Regions from separate parts of the Mus musculus genome. Here all the other regions are linked to region 1. Evidence: chromatin contacts called from public HiCAR-type, HiChIP or PLAC-seq and promoter capture Hi-C data. All regions are on one chromosome and are shown on one strand. The core of a region is the stretch at or near the end of the contact, and the rest is flanking DNA. Distances in the headings are between cores, read along the strand shown. Region 1 holds the start of Ap5z1 (adaptor-related protein complex 5, zeta 1 subunit). Region 2 holds the start of Ttyh3 (tweety family member 3). Region 3 overlaps Gna12 (guanine nucleotide binding protein, alpha 12). Region 4 holds the start of Chst12 (carbohydrate sulfotransferase 12). Region 5 holds the start of Amz1 (archaelysin family metallopeptidase 1). Region 6 holds the start of 2900089D17Rik (a long non-coding RNA gene). Region 7 holds the start of Lfng (LFNG O-fucosylpeptide 3-beta-N-acetylglucosaminyltransferase).

The links. Promoter capture Hi-C pulls out the DNA fragments that hold promoters and counts their contacts. HiCAR-type assays count read pairs that join an accessible place to other places. HiChIP or PLAC-seq counts read pairs in DNA pulled down with a chosen protein or histone mark.
Region 2: a contact with region 1 is called in a promoter capture Hi-C map of pre-B cells, with 8 times the contacts expected there. The contact joins the promoter of Ttyh3 here to the promoter of Ap5z1 in region 1. A contact is called at or near these places in 4 of 39 promoter capture datasets (the 3T3-L1 cell line, hippocampal neurons, liver and 1 more), 1 of 484 Hi-C or Micro-C datasets (embryonic stem cells), 6 of 115 datasets of contacts at active chromatin or transcription factors (astrocytes, embryonic forebrain, forebrain and 3 more) and 1 of 9 other capture datasets (embryonic stem cells).
Region 3: a contact with region 1 is called in an H3K4me3 HiChIP or PLAC-seq map of pro-B cells, with 9 times the contacts expected there. The contact joins the enhancer-like site here to the promoter of Ap5z1 in region 1. A contact is called at or near these places in 2 of 484 Hi-C or Micro-C datasets (muscle stem cells and ventral hippocampal neurons), 6 of 115 datasets of contacts at active chromatin or transcription factors (the 230-238 cell line, astrocytes, embryonic stem cells and 3 more) and 1 of 9 other capture datasets (liver).
Region 4: a contact with region 1 is called in a promoter capture Hi-C map of liver, with 5 times the contacts expected there. The contact joins the promoter of Chst12 here to the promoter of Ap5z1 in region 1. A contact is called at or near these places in 2 of 39 promoter capture datasets (liver and pre-B cells), 1 of 484 Hi-C or Micro-C datasets (B cells) and 2 of 115 datasets of contacts at active chromatin or transcription factors (astrocytes and large pre-B cells).
Region 5: an H3K4me3 HiChIP or PLAC-seq map of embryonic stem cells shows a contact between it and region 1, with 6 read pairs. The contact joins the promoter of Amz1 here to the promoter of Ap5z1 in region 1. A contact is called at or near these places in 10 of 39 promoter capture datasets (the 3T3-L1 cell line, cranial neural crest, embryonic stem cells and 5 more), 4 of 115 datasets of contacts at active chromatin or transcription factors (the 230-238 cell line, embryonic stem cells, pro-B cells and 1 more) and 1 of 9 other capture datasets (liver).
Region 6: a contact with region 1 is called in an H3K27ac HiChIP or PLAC-seq map of bone marrow-derived dendritic cells, with 8 times the contacts expected there. The contact joins the promoter of 2900089D17Rik here to the promoter of Ap5z1 in region 1. A contact is called at or near these places in 1 of 484 Hi-C or Micro-C datasets (CD8 T cells), 1 of 115 datasets of contacts at active chromatin or transcription factors (bone marrow-derived dendritic cells) and 2 of 9 other capture datasets (adipose tissue and liver).
Region 7: a contact with region 1 is called in a HiCAR-type map of astrocytes, with 3 times the contacts expected there. The contact joins the promoter of Lfng here to the promoter of Ap5z1 in region 1. A contact is called at or near these places in 2 of 39 promoter capture datasets (the 3T3-L1 cell line and pre-B cells), 5 of 115 datasets of contacts at active chromatin or transcription factors (astrocytes, bone marrow-derived dendritic cells, embryonic forebrain and 2 more) and 1 of 9 other capture datasets (liver).

The regions. Positions count from the first base shown.
Region 1 is chr5:142,462,632-142,465,559 of GRCm38.p6, reverse strand. Ap5z1 (adaptor-related protein complex 5, zeta 1 subunit) reads right to left here and starts at 1,629. Exons shown (of 17, transcript NM_172725.2): 1 at 1,425-1,629. The coding sequence starts at 1,465.
Region 2 is chr5:140,647,668-140,650,615 of GRCm38.p6, reverse strand. It overlaps Ttyh3 (tweety family member 3), which reads left to right and starts at 1,585. Exons shown (of 14, transcript NM_175274.5): 1 at 1,585-1,911. The coding sequence starts at 1,789.
Region 3 is chr5:140,763,564-140,766,708 of GRCm38.p6, reverse strand. All of the region lies in intron 2 of Gna12 (guanine nucleotide binding protein, alpha 12), which reads left to right. Among named protein-coding and RNA genes, the nearest start is that of Gm30745, 15 kb to the right of the region's middle. Within about 2 kb of position 1,703, at least 79 of the 459 cell types and tissues checked have an H3K27ac peak or open chromatin away from gene starts, as enhancers often do. A contact at or near this core is called in the 230-238 cell line, liver and pro-B cells, where this site is marked.
Region 4 is chr5:140,504,306-140,507,633 of GRCm38.p6, reverse strand. Chst12 (carbohydrate sulfotransferase 12) reads right to left here and starts at 2,025. Exons shown (of 2, transcript NM_021528.3): 1 at 1,938-2,025. The region is part of intron 4 of Gm38728 (a long non-coding RNA gene); the gene reads left to right.
Region 5 is chr5:140,722,864-140,725,886 of GRCm38.p6, reverse strand. Amz1 (archaelysin family metallopeptidase 1) reads right to left here and starts at 1,760. Exons shown (of 8, transcript NM_173405.2): 1 at 1,719-1,760; 2 at 1,416-1,513.
Region 6 is chr5:144,254,531-144,257,796 of GRCm38.p6, reverse strand. 2900089D17Rik (a long non-coding RNA gene) reads left to right here and starts at 1,642. Exons shown (of 3, transcript XR_868683.3): 1 at 1,642-1,718. Bri3 (brain protein I3) reads right to left here and starts at 2,572. Exons shown (of 3, transcript NM_018772.4): 1 at 2,278-2,572; 2 at 1,885-1,987. The coding sequence starts at 2,419.
Region 7 is chr5:140,605,506-140,608,815 of GRCm38.p6, reverse strand. Lfng (LFNG O-fucosylpeptide 3-beta-N-acetylglucosaminyltransferase) reads right to left here and starts at 1,475. Exons shown (of 8, transcript NM_008494.3): 1 at 972-1,475. The coding sequence starts at 1,400.

The sequences.
Region 1 (2,928 bases), core at 380-2,879:
AGCCGGGCTTCAGTGTGGAAATGTGTTTCCTTGCTTCTATTCCAAGCTTAAAAGGAAGGAAAAGAGGTGGAAGGGGTGCCTGCCTACATGCATGCTGGGTTCCTTCCCAGCACCACAAAATAAAGGGCCATGATGAAGGAATTGCCCAGCGTGGTGGTGGCGCACGCCTTTAATCCCAGCACTTGGGAGGCAGAGGCAGGTGGATCTCTGTGAGTCTGAGGCCAGCTTGGTCTACAGAGTGAGTTTCAGGGGCCACACAGTAAAACTCTGTCTCAGCCATCTCTAAATAAATAAATAAATGGATCAGTTGTCTGTGGGCGCTGAGGAAGAGAGCCCCCAACTTCCTAAATCATGGCTGACAGTCCCACTATGGTGTCCTGACAGGGCTGATGGTTTGCAAACTGCCCCCATTTTGAGCCTGTCTGTCAGGTACTTGAACTTGGTTCTGCACTGTCTCTGCAGGTACCACATGTCCCAGGCCGAGGAAGGTCTCCAGTAGCTTTCCTACCACCCTCGCCTGCTTTGTTTCCTGCATCCTCCACCCAGAGTCTTATTGAGGCACCTAGAGAACAGGCTGGGTGAGCAAAAGGAGATACAAATGGCCCAGGGTTGTACCCAACTGGGGCAGTGATAAACCACAGATGCTATGAGACAGGATAGCGTTATTTTTGTGTTGGCATGAAAAGGTTACTGCTTAAAAATGAAAAGTACCCACCCAGTACTGAAGGCAAAGGAGGGCTGTGGGCCCATGGGGAGACTGTGTGGCTGGGTCACCAACCATTTTCCTAATAGATCTTAAGAAAACTGTCTTTGTTTTTTAATTTATTACATTTATTTATGTACATGTTGGGGTGCTCGAGTGGAGATCCAAAGACAACTTGCTGGAGTTGATTTTCTTCTTCCTCCCCGAGCCCCGGGGGTCGAATCGAGAGAGTCAGGCTTGGTGGCAAGGTCATTTACCTATTAAGTCCCTCTGTCTTCGGAGTACTGTCTTGTTCGTAGACTCCAGACTTTTAACTCTTTCAGGCTCTGGGAGATCCCAGAGATCTTAACCATTCTAAACTTTCCCCACGAGTGGCCCAGCTCAGAGTCCAGATTTGTCCCTTTGCATTTTCAGTTTACCAAATGCATCAGGTCTGGGCTTCGGGTAGTCGTTTCCTTCGCTGAATCACGTACCACCAAGTCTTGGGCTGGCTATTTGGGAAAGAACCTAGACTCTCAGTGCAGGGTCAGCACTAGCATGGACCCAGACACGATGAGGAGGATCCCTTAGCTGAGTTGTGCGCCTCACATTCCACGCAGGTCGCCCTGAGCCCCGGACCCGGCGCCACACGGAGACCCGAACCGTGCAGCGGGACCACCGCCTCCCCGCTCCTCCCCGGCTTCGTCTCACGCCCCGTGGCCCCAGCCCCAGATCGGCAGACCTGGCCTGGTGCAGCAGACTTTCCGCGCCCGCCGAGAACATGCCGACACGGCTCCAAGCCCACCAGTGCCCGAAACGTTGCCGCGGACTTCCGGGATCGTGTCACATGACGTGTCATGTGACCGGACTGTGTCTGCCCTCTTTCGCCCCACCTCTTACCCCCGCCACCACCCTCCCGCGTCCTGGCTGGATCACGTGGGAGAATCTGGAGCGCTAGCTGACGGCTTCCGGTGCCACACCACGTGGGAGGGCCATCCCTCCCACTCCCCCGCGCAAAAGACAGACCAGCTTCCGGTCCTGCGGCAGGTGGGCGGGGCGGGGCGGAGGCCTTGGCCAAAATATTGCAGTACAGAAGCCAGTTCCCGCCTAGCTCCTGGGCTTCTCTCCACGTCAGTCAGCAGCCAGGGAGTCATGGAACCGTGGTCCTTGGAACCCAGAACTCCTGGCTCCGAAACAGTTTCCTTTGATCCCGGAACTGCCAGTGGTAGACTCTAGACCTGGAGAGACTAGGCAGGCACATAGTTTAGCAGTAGGGTGACTAGATTTACCCCAGTGAGAGGCTGGGGGCGCGACTTGGTGGCAGAGAAAGAACATCCTTAGCAAAAGCTGTATGGCAGACACGTTTTATAAATTCTGTCAGGCTCTTTGCTGCAGAAATACCCAATGTCTTGCTAGTCTTGGGTTTTAAGATGAGGCCCTGGCACTATTCACCTATTTGGGTTGGGAGATGGGTGCCTATTGCACACACAGAAAAAGGAAACTGGTAGTAGACTGAGGAGCTGTCACAGTGGGAAAGACACTTGGACCCGTGTCTTTCTGGCTCTTGCCAATCAATACCTAGTGCTCATGGCCTAGTAATAAGCAAGGCTTCAGGGAGAAACGGGCAGAAGTAGAAACGGCTCAGCTGGTAAAAGTGAACATGAGTACCTGAGTTCCATCCCTGGGTGGCCATATAAAAATAAAACCCACACTTGCAGTCCCAGCACTGAGGAAGTGGAGATCGGAGTATCCCTAAGGGTTGCTGGCCGGCCCTAGCTTACTTGGCAAGTCCCAGGCCAACGAGAGATTCTGTCTCAGAGAAGAGGTAGGGCAAGAAAGAAGACTCAGAACCTGAAAGTGATTGACACACAGGCCTGACAGGCTGAGTTTGGGTCCTCAGAAGCTACATAAAACCTGAGCCCAGTAGTGTAAGGATTTGTAATCCCAGCACACCTACAGGAGATGGAGGAGGCAGGAGACTCTCCTGAGGCTGGAGGATAAGCCGCCCTGGCTTATGAGATGGTAAAGAGAATCTGTCTCAGACAAGGTGTAAGTAGCCATGAGGGTGGGCACCTGAAGGCTGTCCTCTGATCTGCTCACGTCTCCTGTGGCCAGTGTACATATGCCTATGCCTCTGCATGTGAACACACACCCCACTTGAGGAACAGCAGCTGAGGTTGTCCTCTGCCTCCACACAAATACACACACAGGTGCAGTCACACCCAAAAACATGTACACAGAAAAAA
Region 2 (2,948 bases), core at 336-2,835, 1.8 Mb after region 1:
ATGAACCTTGGACATCAGTTACTGTTGTTGGGACTAAGCAAGGATGCAGGGCTCTCTATGGGAGGTGCTGAAGCAGAGGCCAGAAACTTTCCCAGCCTGTGATGACCGTCTCTGATGTTACTGTTCATCTTTGGACTCCTAAAGGCAGAGCTGGGGGCAGAGCTACTCTCGGCTCTACAGGAAATCTAGCCAGGTGCGGGCATCTCACCTGCTGCACTGACTCTGTCTGGCAAGTGCTCATTTGACACTAGGAGGAAAGCTCGGCCTGGGGGTGGGGCGAGGGGGAACAGCCATTGCTGTGTGGCCCTGGAGTAAGAAGCCTAAGAACTTCTTACCTATCGCTGCAGGCTGATTCCCAGCTAGGTAGCTTCCTCCAGCCATCCAGAACATTGAAACCCACAGCTCTGTAAAGGGCCCCTGCCCTCGGGCCAGAGTGCAAGGAAGGAGATGCCTCAGGCAGTTGCATGAACTGAAAGACAGGTCTGTCAGGAAGCCACTGTCCAGCTGAGGAGTGAGGCTACCTAGCCGATGGAGAAGCTGCATGTGTCTAGTTTCTAAGAACATAAGGCCCCAGGGTTGTGAGTGCACAGAGCCAAGTGGATATGTTCGCTCCACCCGGGGAGAAGCAAGAACTGCCCCCCTGCCCCCATGACCTTTCTATAGGCTGTGTCCTGACCAGTAGCCTAGTTTCCAAGATGGGATACAGGGAACTTTCTTTACATCTTCCTTTTGCATCTTTAGAATGATGCAAGCAAGTGAGGTGCGGCGGTTCAGGCCTGTTATCCCAGTACCTGGGAGGCTGAAGCAAGAGGACTGCCAAGTTTGAGGCTAGGCTGAGCAATTTACAGAGATCCCGCGACAGAAAAAGTAAAACAGGGGATTGGGGATTTAGGTCGGTGGTAGAGTGCCTGGCTTGCATGCGTAAGGCCCTGGTTCCATAACTGAAATTAAAGCAGGTGGGTATTCAATCTATCTGCCCATTATCGCCTTACACGCGGCTTTATGGCTTATGCGCCAGGCTTTGTTCTGAGCACTTCACACTCGGTTTATCTCCGCAACGCCTTTTCTCAGACTACAACACTGATACCGAGAGGCTAAGTCATTCGCCCAAGAGCACACAGCTGCAGCTCCCGAATGCAGATCATGTCCATCCTAGAGACAGGTCACTGGTTCCCTGGCAGGTCCTTATGAGGGCTGCGTGGAAACCGGATCAAACCAGAGAGCAAAGGCATGGGTCGGAGAGGATGCTACACGTGAGCTTTGGATTCCAGCCTTCGTGGTCTACAGGGAAGAAATGGCTGAAGAGGTTGAGGGTCCTGCCTAAACCGAGAGGTGTAGGCAAAAAGACCAATGGTAACGCAGGGGGCAGGGCCTATGGGAGAAATGCCAATGGCAGTCCGGAGGCAGAGACTGCCCTGGTATGGGCGGGGTCTGCGTGGTGCCGACCAATAGCATTGTGTGGGGCGGGGCCGAATGTCCGGGAGGGCGGTTGGGGTGGGGCCTGAGGGCGGTGGGCCTATGGCGGTGTGGGGGTGGAGCCTGAAGGCGAGCGGGCGGGTGCGCGGAGGGGGCGGCGGCAGCGGCGGTGAACAAAGAGGCGGCGGGCGCGGGCGGCCGAGCGGAGCCGAGCGCAGCCGAGCCGGGCCGAGCCGGGCCGAGCCGGGCCGGGCCAGGGCCCCTGGAAGCGGGCACGATGAGGGCAGCTGAGCAGGGGTCGGCGGGTCCCTGAGCCCCGTGCATCCGGCAGCGAGGGAAGCCCGGCGCAGCGCCCGTGGCCGCCCGCCCGCCATGGCCGGGGTCAGCTACGCGGCGCCCTGGTGGGTGAGCCTCCTGCACCGGCTGCCGCACTTCGACCTGCGGTGGGAGGCCACCAGCAGCCAATTCCGGCCCGAGGACGCCGACTACCAGCAGGTGACGCGCGCCCCCGGGTGCGGGGTCAGGGGCCCCGGGTCATGGCCCCTCCCAAGGAGCTGGAGCTTCCCCATCCCCTTTCATTCTAGGAGTCGCCTCCCGTTCACTGATAACCTTTCCAGGGATTAATGTCGAACACCCCCTGGAAGGTGTTCAGCCCCTCTGTGTCACCAGGGCCTCCGATCCGGATTGACGGAGCTGCCTCCCTCCCCTGATAGACCCTCTTCTGATCCTATGGGTTCCTGGTAGGCCCGTCTTCATCCTTTGGGCAGTCAGCTTCTCCCCAGCAGAGCCCCCGCTAGCCAAGGCTGGATCCCTGGGTTCAGGCAGGAGGGTATTCCTCGTTCTCTTTCCCCAGCTAGGGAATCCCTTTGCCAGACTGTTGGTGGGTGAGGAGCCTGGGCCATCGCCAGCCTTCTGTGGCTGCTAATGACCCCTTGCTTCACGGTCAGGCTGTGGGATGTACACAGGGTGTCGTGTGGTTGTGGGAAACCAGGGTGCCAGCAGTCTCTCTACCCAGGGTGGAAAATGAGGCCTGGCTGAAGTGGGGTGAGTGGGCCTCCGTCTGGGCTGGGGGCCATGGGGCACTTGGCAGCCCTCTCCCTGCGAAGCCCTAAGTCTGGCGTCCTGCCAAGTCCCAGCACCACCCCCACTACTGAACCACTGTCATTTGAGTGCAGAGCAGGGGGACTAGGGCTGTGGGCTTTTCCTTCCTGCTCCAGATTCCAGAAAAAAAAGAATGATCAGCCCACTTGGTCACTAAGCACCTCACAGTTTCTCTCCGGCGGCTCCTGGGACAGACAGTAGCCTGGGAATCAAGTACTCCTGGGGCTGTGCCAAATATCTCTGCCGCCATCCTCATCTTACTGAAGTTGAGGGTGAGAGAACACAGGACTGTCCCTGCTCCCACTCTCTGCCTACCTGACCCCAGCTCCAGTAGCTGATGGTGTTCCTGAGCAGATTAGAACAGGTGTGAGGGGTAGAGCAAAACCTGAGTCCTGAAAGACAGCAAGGAGATGCACCCGGGACCCAGGACC
Region 3 (3,145 bases), core at 454-2,953, 1.7 Mb after region 1:
GACTTCCCAGCAGACGATTGGGTTTGCTGACTGTTTAGTAGGAGCTAAGCCAGTGGGTGTGTGTAGGTCCTTCTCTCTGCTTGGGGGTGTCTACACAGGTACTAGACAGTGGACAGTTTGGGGTCATTAAACTAGGAAAGGGGAAATGTCTAGCATAATCAGCCTTGAAAAGTACACATTGAACTGACAAAATGGCTCAGTAGGTAAAGGTGCCACTCAGGCCCTAGAGCCAACTCCTGATGGTTGTTTATCGTTCTCTCTCTCAATCTCTCTCTCTCTCTCTCTCTCTCTCTCTCTCTCTCTCTCTCTCTCTCTCGCACGCGCACACACACACACACACACACACACACACACACGTTAAGAAAGCCAGACATTGTGACACACACCTTTAATCCAGCTTTCAGGAGGAAAGAGATCTCTGAATTCAAAGTCAGCCTGGTCTACATAGTGAATTAAAGAAGCCAGAGCTATATGGTGAGACACTGTCTCAAAAAAACAACAACAAAAAAGAGTCTCTAAAGTGTTTTAAAGGGGTAAAGACGTGTGACTTTATGCAGTAACCAGGACCTCTGAGGCTCGAGGCACTGCTGGGGCTGAGAGCACTGGGAGTATGACATTCTCTTTTATAGCTCATAGTTCCTTACCTCTAAATACTCCTTCCCATGGCTGGATAACTACAGCCACACTGTAGCAACTGAGAGCCACAGATGCCTTTCCTCAGGTAGTATAGCACGTAGGAGCAGTCCAAGTCCAGGTGTCATCTGTGCCCTCATCTAGGTGTGTGACTGACATTGCCATGTTCTTTTAGCTGCCAGGAAAAAGACCTTTCTCAGCTGTTCCTCGGTACCCAACACCCTTGAGGAAGGCCTCCAAAGCCCTTGTGCACACCACTGTGCTGTCTCACCAACTCTGAGTCACTACTGCACTGAGTAGGGACTCTCCTTCCTCCTGCTGATGCTACCACCTAAGCTAGCGAACAGAAATGTCTAACAATCGTCAGCCTTGAAAACATACACACTGCTGCCAACCATGAGACACCCTGGTCAGAGGAGGGGACAGTGTTCCTGAGGATGACACCCAAGACTGTCGTTCAGCCTTTGCCTTCATGCACACTCAAACACACACACACACACACACAACTCTCTCACGCACCTAAAACCCCATATAAGGACTCTTCCTTCCTTCTGCTTATGCTACTGTCTGAGTAGAACTAACAGGGAATGGCCTAGGCTGTGAGCTGTCACCACTGCCCAGCCTGCTGGGATGACATGGTGGAGCCACTGTGATCCAGCAGCTTCCTGCCTTTGTGTTGAGGGAGGAGACGGGACCAGGAGAGGGGAAAGTCAGCACAGGGGCTTGACCCACTTGGTCTCTTGAAACGCTGTCCTTGCAAGCCAGGTGGGACAGCTCTGTGAGGAGCACAGGTCGCCTAGAGAGGTGAGAACTCGTTTCTGAGCCTTAGGTGCCTCTTTCCACCTCAGAGCTTGACTGCCAACCACCAGGGCTGCCTTGCTGCTTATTGTGGGGGCTGATACAGGGAAACTTGAGTGCTGCTGTCCCTAGAACAGAATCCTCTCCTTTGAATCATCCCTGTGACCTTCCCTCCACTGCAGGAAGGAAGTGACTGTTCACCTCTTCCTCTGGGCCATCTGGGACAAGGGACAGAGAAACAGACAAACAAGAGCTGGGCTCTGTGTGTACATCTGCTGTCTCAGCACAGAGAAGGCTGAGGCAAGAGGATCACGAGTTGAGGCTAGCCTAGGCTGCATCATAAGACCTATCTCAGAGGTTTTAAAACTAGAACAACAAAAAATAAACCACACTTAGAGGCTGATGGCCCCTGTTCTCAACCTTTTGTCAGAAAGTCACAAGCTATAATGGGTGCCCTGTCATGGCCTGAAGACCCACTTGTGATATGGCCTGGGTGGCAGTGTATTTGCCTCACAAGCATGCAGACCTGAGTTTGAGCCCCAGAACCCACATAGGAAACCATGTGGTGGCACATGTTTGTAATCCCAGCATCTGTAGGCAAAGACAGGAGAAACTCTGGGGTGCCTTGCCAGTTAGCCTAGTTGATTATCTCTAGACCACTGAGGAGCCAAGTGTCAGAGAATGGCTCCCAAGACTGTCTTTTGTGGGCCCCCACACACACACAGAGAAAGGGGACATGCAGGCATGTGCATGCATGTACAACATACACGCATCAGATAAAAGAAAATTTTTTGTTTCAGTGCCATCTTGTTGCACGTGTGTATGACCTTGCTTTTTTACACTTCTGTGAGACTGTACAAAGTGAAGGCACCTGTCAGAGTAAGGCTCTTGTGGAATTTAGAGAGCTACACGCTTTGGGATTCATGGAGGAATTGTTTTCCAGCCTTCAGCTTGCTTTCCCCTACCCCTTTCCCTTCCTCCATTTATTTTGTGTGTGCATGCACATAGGAACATGCATGCTATGACAAACATGTAGAGTTAGAAGACAACCTTGTGGAGTCAGTTCTCAGTTTCTGCCTACATAGGACTCAGGTATCAAACTCAGGTTGTCAGCCTTTGCAGCAAGTGTGCTTACCACTGGGCCATCTGGCCAGCCTAGCCTTTGATTTCTAACGGAAGCTTCGTGTGCTGTTTTCATCGCACTCCTTTCATCACACTCCGTGTTGCTCCCTCTCTCTAGGTTGTTGGTGACCTAGAAGCCGGTCTCCTCTCCGGCCCTGTGAGTGCCACTGCATTCAGTTACCCAGCATGCCTAGAGGGCAGGGCCATGAGTGCTGCACACAGGGATGGGCACTGGCCCTTCAGTGGCTCAGTTTGTGTCCAGCAGGAGACTCATCTCCAGAGTCTCCTCATTCTGTGTCATGAATCATACAGAGGCTTCTAGAAGCTAGATTGCCCGTCTTTCCTTGTCCCCTCTCCTCAGGACTTAGTGTCTTTACAGACAGCACCTGAAGCCCTTGGGCCATGTGTGTCAGAGGCAAAACTGTGCCCCAGTCAGGATTTTACTTCTCGCCCCAGCCCTTGCTGCTGGTGTGGCCTGGAGACAGGATCCACCATCTGCTCCAGAGAGCTGCAGGAAGGAAGCACATGAAGAAGACTTTAGCTCTGGGCTACAGTGTGGCCATGATGGCCTTGGGCTTTGCTTGTTCTAAGT
Region 4 (3,328 bases), core at 776-3,275, 2.0 Mb after region 1:
CCTACACCCCAAGCTTCCCTGCCCTTCCCTCTAGCATCACGAGTTTACCTCTGACAGACCTGGTCCTGGTTCCCATCACACCTCAACTGCAATCTCCAGCAATGGAACCTGGTCTCCAGCAGGGCATAAGGCTCTTCTCAAGCAGAAATCCGTCCTCCCAGAGCTGGGAGAATGGCCGAGTCGGTACAGTGCTTGCCACGCAAGCACACGGACCTCAGTCCAGATCCCCAGAACCAATTAAGTGCTGTGTGCCTGAAACCCTAGGCCAGCCAGCCTTGCCAATTGGTGAGCTCTAGGCCAGTCTGTTTAAGAGCAAGGACATGGCATTCCTGAGGACGACACCCAACGTTATTCTCTGACCTCCAATGCACCTGCATACACACATGGACATGCACACAACTCCTTGCCCGCCCCTCCAGAAACTAGTCTTTCCCCCACAGGCCCCACCCCTCATGAGCACAGCAACTCAACGTCTCCTGAATTAGCTGCTTCCAGTCTTCAATGCTAAGGGTTTCTTTTGTTTGGTTTCTTTGAGACAGGGTTTTATGTAGCCCAGGCTAGACTTCAACTGTAGACCCTCCTGCCTTCACCTCTTGGGGATTACAGGTACGTGCCACCTTTCCTGGCATTCTCTTTGCATACCGCAAACGTCTTTCATACACTTGGCACTCAAGTGGCCCTGAACCAGGACGACCTGAGCTACCCAGGGCCCATGGTTCCCAGCATTCCACCCAATATGGTGGTTTGCCCTTACAGCAGGAAACTGAAGATGCAGACCCACGAAAGCGACATGACAATACGGGTACAAGCAAGCTCAGCCCCAGATCCTAGCAAGGAAATTAAACATGAAGGTACAGGCAGGCCCTTTTGTAATTTTTGTGTTGTTTTGTTTTAAGTCTGAGTCTTACCCTGTAGCCCAGGCTGGCCTGAACCTCACTATGCGGCCCAGGCTGCCCTCAAACTCACAGCAATCTTCTTGCCTAAGCTCACAAGAACTGGCACCACGCTCCACCTTAGGCAACTCGCTCCACCTTAGGCAACTCGCGAAGTTGCAGTATCATACCCAGCACATAGCAGTTTCCCAACAATCTTTTTTCTCTCCTTCACACCCGGAAACAGGGCCCTAACTCATGTTACCTAGGCTGGAGCCACACGGTGCTGTCCCAGCAATGGAAGGCTCACAGCCCCGTTCTCCCCCGAGGGTGACATTCCCACTCAATTCCGGGGCTCCCAGCGCAGCGTGGGATTATAAAATAAATAATTTAAGAAGGGTGCAAACATTACAGCTCTCTGTGCGACAGCTAGGCGGATGTGCGGAAGGAACCCAAGGTCTGCCAGCGATGTCTTCGTGGCCAGAAGCCCAAAGAGAAGATAGGTCCTACTGTTAGCCACTAATGCGCGGCTTCCTGTGGCCCACCAGGCATGAGGCTGCTGCTGGGGGCACCCGCAGCAATGCACAGGGCAGGAGGATGCTCAGTAGACTGGGGTGAGATGTGGGGCCAGTGCTTGCTCGGTACAAAACCTGGCTTCGGAGACAGCCTCCTGCAAGGTCTGGCCGGGACACTGCAGCACAACAGTCTCTGAACAATTGCTTTCTCGCCTGGACACCCAAACAGCCAGAGGCAAAACTGGGAAGGTGTTTTCCCAACCTCCGAGCCAGCCGCTACTACTGCAAAGGAGGTCGGCCAAGTGGCCACACCTTCCTCCACGCATTCTGCAGGGCTGCACAAGAAGATGGCTCAGAGAAGGTGCACGCTTGGCTAAGGTTACACAGCCAGCTGGACAGAACTGGGATTCGAACCCGGGACCACGTGGGAGCTGCCTAAGCCAGGCAGAAGGAGGTACCAATCTGCATCGCCAAACCATGGACCATCGCCCCACCCTAGGACTCGGGACTCCTACGCACCCCTCGCTCTGCTCGAGCCTGCGCTCCTCACCTAGCGCCCGCCACAGTCACCGCCGCTGCTGCTGTTGCTGGTGATGCTGATTCTGCAGCCGAAATCGCCTCCTCCCGCTAGCAGCCCCGCCCGAGGCGCGGCTCCGCCCCCAGGCAGACCTCCCTCCATCCTCTCGCGAGAGCTAACGAGCGGGACTACGCCCGTTCTGGATGCGCTTGCGCACTTCTCCCCGTTCCTGCCCTCGCCAGCCAGTGCCATGTGGCACCTTATTTACGGCCAGAGATTGGTCCCACCCACCATCCCTGAGCGTCCCGCCCCTTTTGCAGCAACCAATCCGGAGTGGGGGCGTGGCTGATCTCAAGGGGCGTTGCCTGTCTCGCAGTTTGAACTTGCAACGTGGGCTGTGCAAGCTGACAATCCTGTCAGAGTTTATGGGGCTTAAGAGAGACCATGCAGGTAAAGCTCTTAGTGAGAGCCAGGCATGGTGCAAGCTGTCACCGCAGCTACTTGGCAGGGGGGAGGGAGGAACGGGAGGGGCTGAGGCAGTAGGATAGGAAGTTCCAGGTTAGCCGTACTTAATGAGAGCCTGTCTCAAAAACAAACAAACAAACAAACAAACAAGGTATGGGGAGAGGATTCAGTGGGTAAATGAGGTGCTCGCCTCACAAAGGTGAGAAACTGTGGTCAGATCCACAGAACCTGTGAACAGCCCATGCTCGTGAGCCAGGCTCCGTGGTGCTTGCCTGTATGGCAAGACCGGGAGGCAGAGAGAGAGTCTGGAGCTTGCTGGCTCCCTAGCCCTCTCTATATGGTGAAGTTTCAGACAAAAGAGAAGCTCTGTCTCAAACAGAAGTTGGAAGGTGCCTGAGGTTGTCCTCTGAGTCCCACATATCACACATGAGGTGCACACATGCACCTGCAAAAGAAAGCTAGCGTGGTGACGCACACTTAACATCCCAGCACTGAGCTGCCTTCCCAAAGCAGGGGACTGGTTCCGAGCCAACGGGCTCTCCCAGTGCCTAGGGTTAGAAGCCTCTTTCTGTAGCAGTATGACACAGAATGGCAGAGGACAGAACCTAGGAAGATTTATTATATTCTGGTGGCAGATGATCCCATCTTACTAACTAGGATTCAAAACCTACAGCTGAGTCCCCTGGGTTGCCATGTGTGCGTGTGACCTGCTCAGGCTGCTCTAACTGTAACACAGACCCAGCCTCAACTATGGACAGCTCTTTTCCTAGGGTTCTGCAGGCCAGATGCCAGGAGTTGAGGTAGCAAGCAGGCTGGTTCTTGCAGAGAGCCCTGCAGGAGCATCTTCCAGCCCTTCTCTTTACCTCCCTTTTGCGTACTTCAGCCCAGATTTCCATTTTCATAAGGGCACAGCCAGACAAGATCAGGACTATCCCATGACCTCATTTCATTACCATTCT
Region 5 (3,023 bases), core at 511-3,010, 1.7 Mb after region 1:
ATCGAAGGCAGGCACAGAGGAGGGGTTGAGACATGATCCTCATGCCACCACATGCCCAGCGACATCAGTCCCTGTCACAGTTCCCCTCGATTTAGAACTGCCTGAAAATGTCCCCAAAGTCCTTGCACTGAGACACCAACAACTTAAAAAGGCAAAGTCATCTCAGGGTGCCCAGAGTAGGCTGCAGAAAGAGGGGTGTCCCACGCACCAGCCCCCTCATTCATTGCACCTTATCTTACCTCCTCCTGGCAGGGAGGGGAGGTGCTGGCTGACAAGGGGCTTCAGAGTCTTAGCTGTGCCCTGTCATGGAGAAAGCCTTTTTAAATCCTTTTGTAGGTGGGAAGCGTCACCCAGGGGAGACACAGAGTATAGTAGGAGTGGGTGCTAGCGGGAGAAGGAACCCCCAGAAGACAGGGTTGTCCTGGACAGGCTTGTAAGGAACCAAGGCGCAGCCTGGCAGCAACAGACCCCTGCAGTGGCATCCAGGTAGCCCCCAGTGTGGGAAGACACCTGAGAGGGGGATCTGAGCAAGACCCCCAAATGGAGGTTTGTTCCTCGTGTCCACCACATGCCCAGTGACATCTGTCTCTGTCACCTTGGCAGTCCATGCACCCTAAGGGGGGGGGCAGGATGAGGCACAGGCATTCCCTTCAGGAGAGCATGGGCCTGGGAGCCAGGGAACAGCCCACCCTGGGGCTTCTGGTGGCTCTAGGCACCTGGAGGGTGGGGTCACCAAAGTATCTTCATCCCCCACATAGATAAAAGAGCTGGGGTGGGGGGCTACAAGGATAGAGAACAAGTAGCACATGGAGAGCATGGTACTGTCCTCAGATCCTGGGGACAAGACCCTGGGGACCCAAACTTCTCTTTATATGCTCTCACACTGCAGAAGTTGCATGCCTCCCAGACACTCCTCTACCCTACCCACAGGCTTGCACTCACTTTGAAACATCTGGTCAACCTCCATATATATATATATTTTTTTCTCCCGACTGCCCAGCACAGCTGGCTCCACCTGACCTCTCTCCGTTCAAGCCCAGTCCTCCTGCACAGCAAGATCCTCAGGTGTCCCTTAGTCTCACGAGAAAGCCCCATCTTGTCCCTGGAGCATCAAAGCTTCCTAGCCACCTGGCTCTGTCTGTCCCAGCCGTTTGTCCTCTCACCCCATGTGCCACCTCTGTGGGTGCCTTTTCTGGCACCCCCATTCTAGGAAGATGGCCTTTTAAAATTTGAGTGCAAGCCAACCTTATTCATCCCTACTGGCTGTCTCTCCTCTTTTCCAGTCTTTCTTCATCACTCCCAGACTCCAGGCTGTACCTAGATAACTGCTCTTCTCCCCTTCACCTGCCTGACTCCCAGTAGCTGCCGCCTCCCAGAAGCCCTCCAGTCATGCACTCCTTCTGACGGATAATTACCTGAGCCGTGGCTGTCTTTGGCTAGGAGGTCCACTTCGAGGGTGGGGACAGCAACTGCAGGGCACCTTGGTCTGGTCCTTCACCTAGTGACACCCAGCCTGTAGTGCACACATCCCCATCAGTCCTCTATTTCCCATCACTGTGCGCACCCAGCAGCCATCACACCCAGAGCGCATGCATACGGCCACAGTTCACCCTGTTGACACACATGCACATGTATGCACACACAAGAGCACACACTCCCAGACCACCTCTGACACACATCACACAAACACTTATGTGCCTACCCAAGCCCTCACTTACCGCACACATGCCACACACCGCCAGGCACGCTCGTGTCACTTCAACGGGTGCCGCCAGGAGCTGGGTAGTGTGAGCGGCTGCTGGCCGCCTCTGCCTGCCAGCCTTTGCCAAGCAGTTTCCATGGCGACACATCTTGGCTCTGACAGGAACTGATGTGTGTGGGGAAGAGGGTCCCACAGAGGGGGCGAGATGGGAGGTCTCTGTGTCCTCCGCCTCTGGCACAAACAGGGGAGTGTCCCACGAGTGGCCTAGGCTTACACCTCATGAAGGGGGTTCTAGGCTGCCTGGCACAGGAGCAGACTTAGGTCATTCAGTCATTCAACAAACCTCCTGGCATAATCACTCCGTGCTGATGATGGCTGGGGCTACAGTGTTGTCTATAATGTAGGTTTACGGAGGATGAGGTCTGGGGCTGACTCAGTTTCCCCAAATCCCCTCAGAAGGCCCTGTCCTAGGGAGGTCAGCTAACAGTCTTCTGAGAATCAAGGCCCTCCATCCATCTTCTTTGAGACTTGAGACCAGGAGGGGATGCTGGGTACCCCTTAGACGACCACTCGCTCAGCACCCTGCTCATCTCCTCTCCCTGACTCCACGCATCCTGCACTGTTCCTTGCCTGGCTCCTATCAGAAGTCTTTTCTCACCCTTCTGCCCAGGCCTCTCTCCTGGCTCATTTTGGACAATAAAAGATGACAGATCTATGGTTCTGTCTGTAAAGTGATTTCCACATAGGCATGAGGACTCAAATCCAGACCTCGTAGCACCTACATAAAAGGCAGATGCAGGAGTACGCCCTTATAATTCCAGAGCCGGGGAAGCAGGGGCGGAGAAATCCCTGGGGCTTACAAGCCAGCCAACCTAGCCTGGGAGCTCCAGGTTCAGTTGAGAGCCTGTCTCAAAAGATAGTGTGGAGAAACAGGAGAGAGGCTGAGGGTCCACTGCTCCTCCAGAAGATCTAAATACACGTGGTGCACGCACACACATGGACACTGATTTATAAACTAAAGAGACGAACGGTTACACAGGGAGGAATATTTGCAGAATGAGGTTGGTCAGTGGGAAGCCCGGGGCAAGGTGGGAGGCAAAGTCACTGAACGTCACTGACTCTGGGGACTCTAGGCTGATGATGCTACATTGTAATGTGGATTGAATGGAGTCTAGCTTGTCCCCCTCCACCCCCCAAAGGCTAGGGTGCTGTAAGCTTGGTCCCCATGTGATCCCAGTACAGAGTCCAACAGAGCTCACTGATGGTCAGTCTAACCAACCCGGTGAAAACAGAGTTGAATGAGAAAGACCTTGTCTCAAAA
Region 6 (3,266 bases), core at 393-2,892, 1.8 Mb before region 1:
AGGACCCAGGTTCCTTAATACTGGACGCCTCCATCCACAGGCTGCAACACAAGAGCCCAAGACCTTCCTGTGAGGGCAGTGGCACAGCCTGACCTTGTCCCAGATTCTACAGGACTGAAGAGCCCATGAGCAGAAGCCACAAGCCTACAAAACAACTCACTTCCCAGGGAAAGTCTCAGAGAAAGTGTTCTCCACCAGCAGCAGTCCAGACTGCAGTGGGACACTCCACAGTCTAGGATTTTGACTGCCTTGGCCCCAGACTATAGCAGCCATACTGCCCTGCTGTCCGTCCCCCCACACCCCAACCCCCAAGTTCAGGGGTCTGGTCCAAGAAGAGCCTCATGGGAACACTCCTGTCCACTGGGGGAGAGGAAAAAAAACAGAAACAAACCCAGCTGACTGTGGTAGGGCCAGGATCTGGTTGCTGGAACAAGCAGACATGAAATCCTAGTGAGCCCCCTGCACTGCTATGCCTCTCCCCACCTTCCTGCCTGCTTGCCACCTACCCCTATGAGACCTCTCCTTAAATCTGAGAGTTCAGCTAATATTTGTCCCATCCTCAGGGCTCTGAGAATTCCCATGCAGGGACTAGCCTCAAGGCCACACAGGAAGTCTCCCACCTCCATACAACTAACCCCCTTCTGTTCCCAGTGGCTCTCTCTCTGCACAGGAGACCCTATACTAATCCCCTTGGCTCAACAAGCTAGGACCACCTCCCAGTCTATGCTCCCTCTTTGGTGTGCCTCAAGCCCTCAGGTGGAAAGCTTGCAGAGAGAGAGGCGGCCAGCAAGACCAAGCTATCAGAGAGCCACCCCATCTACAGCTAGAGGAAGCAGCTGAGTCCCACTCCTCTCCCCTGCACCAGCTCCAAAAGCCAAGTCACTTGGGTCCCTGAAGGAGGACTCTAACTAACTGGCCTTCAGCCTTCTTCCCCCAAGCACATGATCAACCGAGGGTCCAGTGTCTTCCACCCTCAGTCATCTCTTGTGAGGCCACTCGCAAGTTTCCAAAATCATTAACTTCCTTATGGCTCCACTCTGCGCCTCTGACACACACTTTTGAAACGAAAGCTAAGTCCAAACAAGGGTTTCTTAATTCCATCTCAGAGACTTGGAACTTCCCCCTGCCAGACAAAGGCTGAAACCCTGCCCTGCACGAGCTGTACCTGGCCCATCCCCGGGTGAGTGGCCAAGTCCAACTTGGAAGCCGAATCCTCAAAGCCTGCCTAGAATGAGCCTGGCTGCATCTCTCACCTTCCATAAAGTCCCCACAAAGTTTCTGTCAGCTCCAGTTTGAGGGTAAAACAGCCACAACAACAAAACCACTCCAGCCCGGAACAAAGAAGCACGGGGTTTCCTCCTGGGCCAGCTAGTGGCCAGGAGTTGTTAAGCCCTGGTCGTCATTCTGCACCCTCACAGCCTTTGCTCTCTGCTGGCCACTTGGATCTCCTAAGTCCTTTGGCATACTGGCCTGCGGACTCAAGTCCCAATATCTCCTTAGTACTGGACACACTTGCGGAAACTGGAGGAAAAAAACCTAACAAAACAAACCCTGATTCGCTGCGGATCTCCAGTACTAGGGAGGAAAGACCATCAGTCTCCATTGTTAACATTCCTGCGTCCCACGCACTCCGGGTGCCATGCCTCCCAAATGCACTCAACTCCCCACAGAAAAGGGAACCCATCCTTCTGCCGCATAAAGTAAATTCAGAGCCAGGGGTGAGTGACCCCACCTTCTCCCACTGCAGTCCCTCCCCTGCGGGACTTCCCTCTGAGACAGGAGCCGGGCTGTGACCCCACCCCATCCCACCCCCGCTGGCCTTTTGCAAGATTCCGGCACGTGCGTTCTCCGCCGCCACCCCCCACCCCCAGGCTAGAGACTTACCTGCAGACCGGGCAGCCTCCGACCACGACGATGGAGTTGGCAGGATACCGGGTGACCGTTCGACTGTGGATGTTATAGACCCGGGGGTGGCTGGTGGGGATCCCTGTGGGAGCGGAGTGCTGATCAGCCCCGGGCGACTCGGCCCTCCTCCTCTCCTCCCTCCCTCCCCCTTAGCCCCCGTCCTCCCCGCCTCCAACGGGGCTGAGCGCGCCTGCGGGTGGGCTCTAGAAGCCAAGTGTGAACCCTCCGACACTAAGTTCACGGCCACCGGGGCAGGGCCTGGCCGGGCAGGGCGCTCCGGGTAGCAGCTGCCCCCCCGGCAGGCCCGCGCCGGGGACAGCGCGGTGCTTGGCCCGGAGGCCGTTCGGGGACCCCGAAGAGCTGCGGGCCCACCTGTGACGAGGTAGGGGTAGGGCGGCGGCGGGGGCGCGGTGGGGATGGCCCCGTAGCCGTGCGGGCCGCACGCGTAGTCGCCCTGGCCGGCCTCCAGGTTGTAGGCGGGCGGGCGCTCCTGCAACAGGGGCTTGTGGTCCATCGCGGCCCCCGGGGCCGCGCGCCCGCCAGCTCCGGCCCGGCTCGCTTCCTTCGGCCCGGCGGGGATGGCGGCGGTAGCGGCGACGGCGGTGTCCCGGGCAGCTCGGCCCAGTGAGGCGCGCGCCGGGCGGGGCGGGCGCGCCAAGGGTTCCCCGCCCTCCCGCCGGTCACAAGATCGGGGTCACGTGGGCGGGGCGGGGCGGGGCTGTGGGCGGGGTTTGGGCGAGGGCGTCTTAAAGACGCCTCAGCGGCTGCCGCTGGCGGGGTGTTGTCCTCGTTCAGTCCCGCCCCACAATGGATCTTGGACTTCCAGAGAAGTTCTGACTCCCGGCCACGGCCGGAGACCCAACAAGATCCTGGCCTCCTTTAGCTTTTGCTTTTTTTCTAAAAATAATAATAATAATGTTTGTTACAATTATTTGGGGGGAGGGTGTGTTTATATGAGTGGGCACGCATTTGGAAGCCAGAGAATAAATAACTTTCGAGAGTGGGTTCCTGCTTTCCACCATATGGGTCCTGAGATAGATTGGTTGACAGATTCTGCAGCAGGCGCCTCCACCGTTTTTCTGTGTTTGTTTGTTTGTTTTGGACCTAGGCTCATGTAGCCCAAGCTGGCCTGGAACTCTTAACCCTCTCACCTTTACCTCCTAAACTATGGACTTCGTTGCCCCTCCACGCCCAAATCCTCCCCTTGCCCAACCCAGCACCCGGGTCACCACCCACAGGGAGGGACCAGGCGAGCCCCTCCCAATCACTGCCCACACATCCTTGGGTGTAGGAAGGAAAACAACTGAGTACGCTCACCCACTGAAGCCTACTCAACTGCTGAGCCTTCCTCCTCCTCCTCT
Region 7 (3,310 bases), core at 226-2,725, 1.9 Mb after region 1:
TGCCTTGCCCAAGGGGCCGGCGTGAGAGCAGCCTAGCGCTGGGAATCCTAACGGCACCACAGCCAAACAAAACCCATGGCCCCCCGCTGCCCCCTCCCGAAGGCCTGCTGAGCCCCTGGGAAAGGGACGCCTCATTCTCAGGAGGCTACGGTGGGGTTCTCAGGGCCCCTCTTTGACCAAGACTAGATAGGAGCCTGTCCTCTTAACCTCCACTGTCCTAAAGCGAAGTCTCACTGGGGCTGGGTCAGGAAGGAAAGTGAGTCTTAGTCTTCACACCAAATATCTACCCCCACCCCTACACACACACACACACACACACACACACACACACACACACACACACACACACGCAGTGCACTCTGCTCTCCCGCCCCAACGGTCCTGTTGTAGCCTCCAGGGAGATTTTCAAAGTGGGGTGTGTCTTTTTATTATGTGTATGAAGTTGGTCTAACAGGAGGTGGGGGAGCTGAGCTACTGAAGTCAGGGTTCTGAGCAAGTCTGGAGAACTAGCACCCATTTCTTTCACTTTGCCTGGTCCAGGGGTGTGCTATGCCTTTTCCTCCCTCCCTTTCAAGGGGGCGTACCTTCCACCCAGGAAGAAGGAAGGGGAGTGAAGGGGACCCAGGATGGAACTGAGCCAATTTGCTCGAAAAAGTTTAGGAACAAATATGGCCATTCACTCCAGTGTTTAGGAGAAGCGTTACAGAGCCAGCCCTAAGCTGGAGGCGACTCATCCAGACACAGAGCATGTGGCTGGGGTGACCCTGGGCAACACGGAAGGAAGCTTCCAGGGTAGTAAGGCAAAGTGAACCCCAGCAGCCACACGGGGCTGTAATGGGATTTATCAGTGTCATCGTTTCCCAGATAGACCCAAAGCAATTAACGCATCGGGAACCGCTATCGTCAGTCACCAGTTGGACCAGAGGGTGATCCCCACTTCATCCCCCTGCCCAGGCCGCGCTGGGTCTCACCATCTCCTTGTGGCGCGAGATCCAGGTCTCGAACAGCAGATCGAGCCGCGCGCGGTGAAACTTTCTGGTGGTCTTGACGGCGATGAAGACGTCGCGAGGGGACAGAACTTCGGCGGGGGGACGCGGATGGCCGTCGCCCTGGCGAGAAGCGACCCCGGGCGGTGGATCCGCGTCTCTGCGCGCGCGGGTGAGTAGACTGAAGTACTCGGAGAGGCTATGCACCTCGCGGGTGAGGACTCCGGGATCCACAGCCGCCCTGGACCCTGAAGCCGGAGCTCCTCCAGAGGAGCCCGCCAGGCTACGCAGCGCGCGCCGTCCGCGCTCAGCGGGCATCGGAGTCGGTGGCGGGTCGGCCGTGAGCACCAGGAGACAAGCCAACAGCGCGCCCACCAGCGCCAGCAGCAGGCGCCGGCCGCACCGCTGGAGCATGGTGGCCGGCGGCCGCACGTAATATCTATCCCAGTGCCAACTGGTCCGGCTGCCCGAGGCTCCCGGTCCAGCTGCGCGCCTCTCGCTTCAGGAACTCTTAAACCTCCCCTGCCCGCCACGCCTCCACGCGCTAATTGGCTGCTAGCCTTGGGGCGTAACCTTTAGGGAGATCTCTCCTTCCCACGTGGGATACGGACAAGGGGCTGGGAACCACCCAGCTGGGGTACCCACGGCACCCGCCCCCTTTGTGCACGAGCCTGTCCCGCCTGCGCCGAGTCACCCTCCGGAGCTGCTCTGGGAGACACCCAGCCTGACCAACGCCCGCCACGGCTGCACGTGGAGGACGCGCCCCCGAAGCTGGGACCTGGGTGATAGGGCCAGTGCTCCTCCGCGGGCGACATCCTTGGCTTCTCGCTGTGCATTTCCTGTCCCCGAGCGGGTTTCCTTCCCTGGGGAACGGTGCTGACTGAGCCAAAGTGGTAGCCTGCAGTGTGTCCTGAGCGATTAATTTTGAGCTGCCCTTACTGATACTTATGTCTTAGGAGTGGACCTGAAGTTCAGGCAAAAGGGTATCAGTGACAAAATTCTACGTCCCTCCGTCGGTCCATCCTTCCCTCCTCCCCCAGGCAGGCCTGTCTTGGCATCATGTTCCTAAATGGGGAGGGTTGGTCCCCAAAAACCTCAGGCACCCCGTAGCGAGGAGACACTCAAGCAGCCTCTTTCCTCGAAGGATGAAAGGCTACCTTCTGTTCCATTTGGTTCCTCCGCACTCCTACCAGATGTGACCCAGCTGTGCGCCATCCCAGACCCGCCTCCCCGGCACACGGCCCCCTTCCCACGGGCGGGGGCCTTGCCTGCGCCTAGCACGAGCGGGGGCGGCAGGAATGTGCGCCTAATGGTAGGGTGAGAGGCTACGGGTCCGGAAATGGCCAAGGGTCCCCTGGAGTGGGAGCAGGGTCCGAGCCCGAGCCTGCTGCATCTTCCGGGAGCGCAGCTGGGGGCGGCTCTCCGCCTGGCTGCCCCTGGGTCTGGTTGGCTTCAGTTTCCGCGTCCCCCTTCAAAGGAAGTCTGAGCCCACCCTGCCACCACGGATAAACTGCTGTTCCTTCTGTCGCCGACTCCCTAGCGTTTATATTTTAGACCGGAGTATCATTTCTAATTATTTCTCTACTACACTCTTCTTAATGTCCGTCCCTCTCTTGGAGGTTAAAAGAAGGCATCAGGCTGGATCAGGTAAAGACTTACTGCAGGGGCTGGCCAGATGGTTCAGTGGGCAAACGCAACTGTCACCTAGGCAGATTTGAGTTTATTTCCCAGGACCCACATGGTCAGAAAGAACCAACAATATGTTGCCCTCTGACCTCCACACGTGCAACTTGGCCTGAGCAACACACATTTATACACACGCACGCACGCACGCACATACACATACGCACACCTGCTTTCAACAAAATTCTTTTCAAAATGAAGACAGACATGATAGCCCATGTAGCAGGCTTGGACGATTGCTGAACATTTAAAGGCAGCCTGAGTTACAGAGTGAATATCGGGTCAGCCCCTGCTGCCGTGTAAAAGAGCGCCTGAAATGTACCTCATCTGGCAAAGTTGGTAAAGTGTTTGCCTAGCATGTATGACGCCTCGGTTCATCTCTGCACCAAATATTCCTTGGCAAATAGTGAGTTTGAGTCCAGCCTGAGCTACATGAGACCCTATCACAAATATAAAATAAAATGACTTTGAATTGATGTGTAGCCAGGCTCTCCCCACCCCACCCCACCCCCCAGCCTCCCACCCCACCCAGGAGTGGATCTCTGGTCCATTTGCTCTGAGGGCCCTGTGGGACACTGCAACCCCTCTGTGGTGGGAGGGAGTGGGATATGGTGGTTCCCAGGCTTCTTCCTGACCCCTCC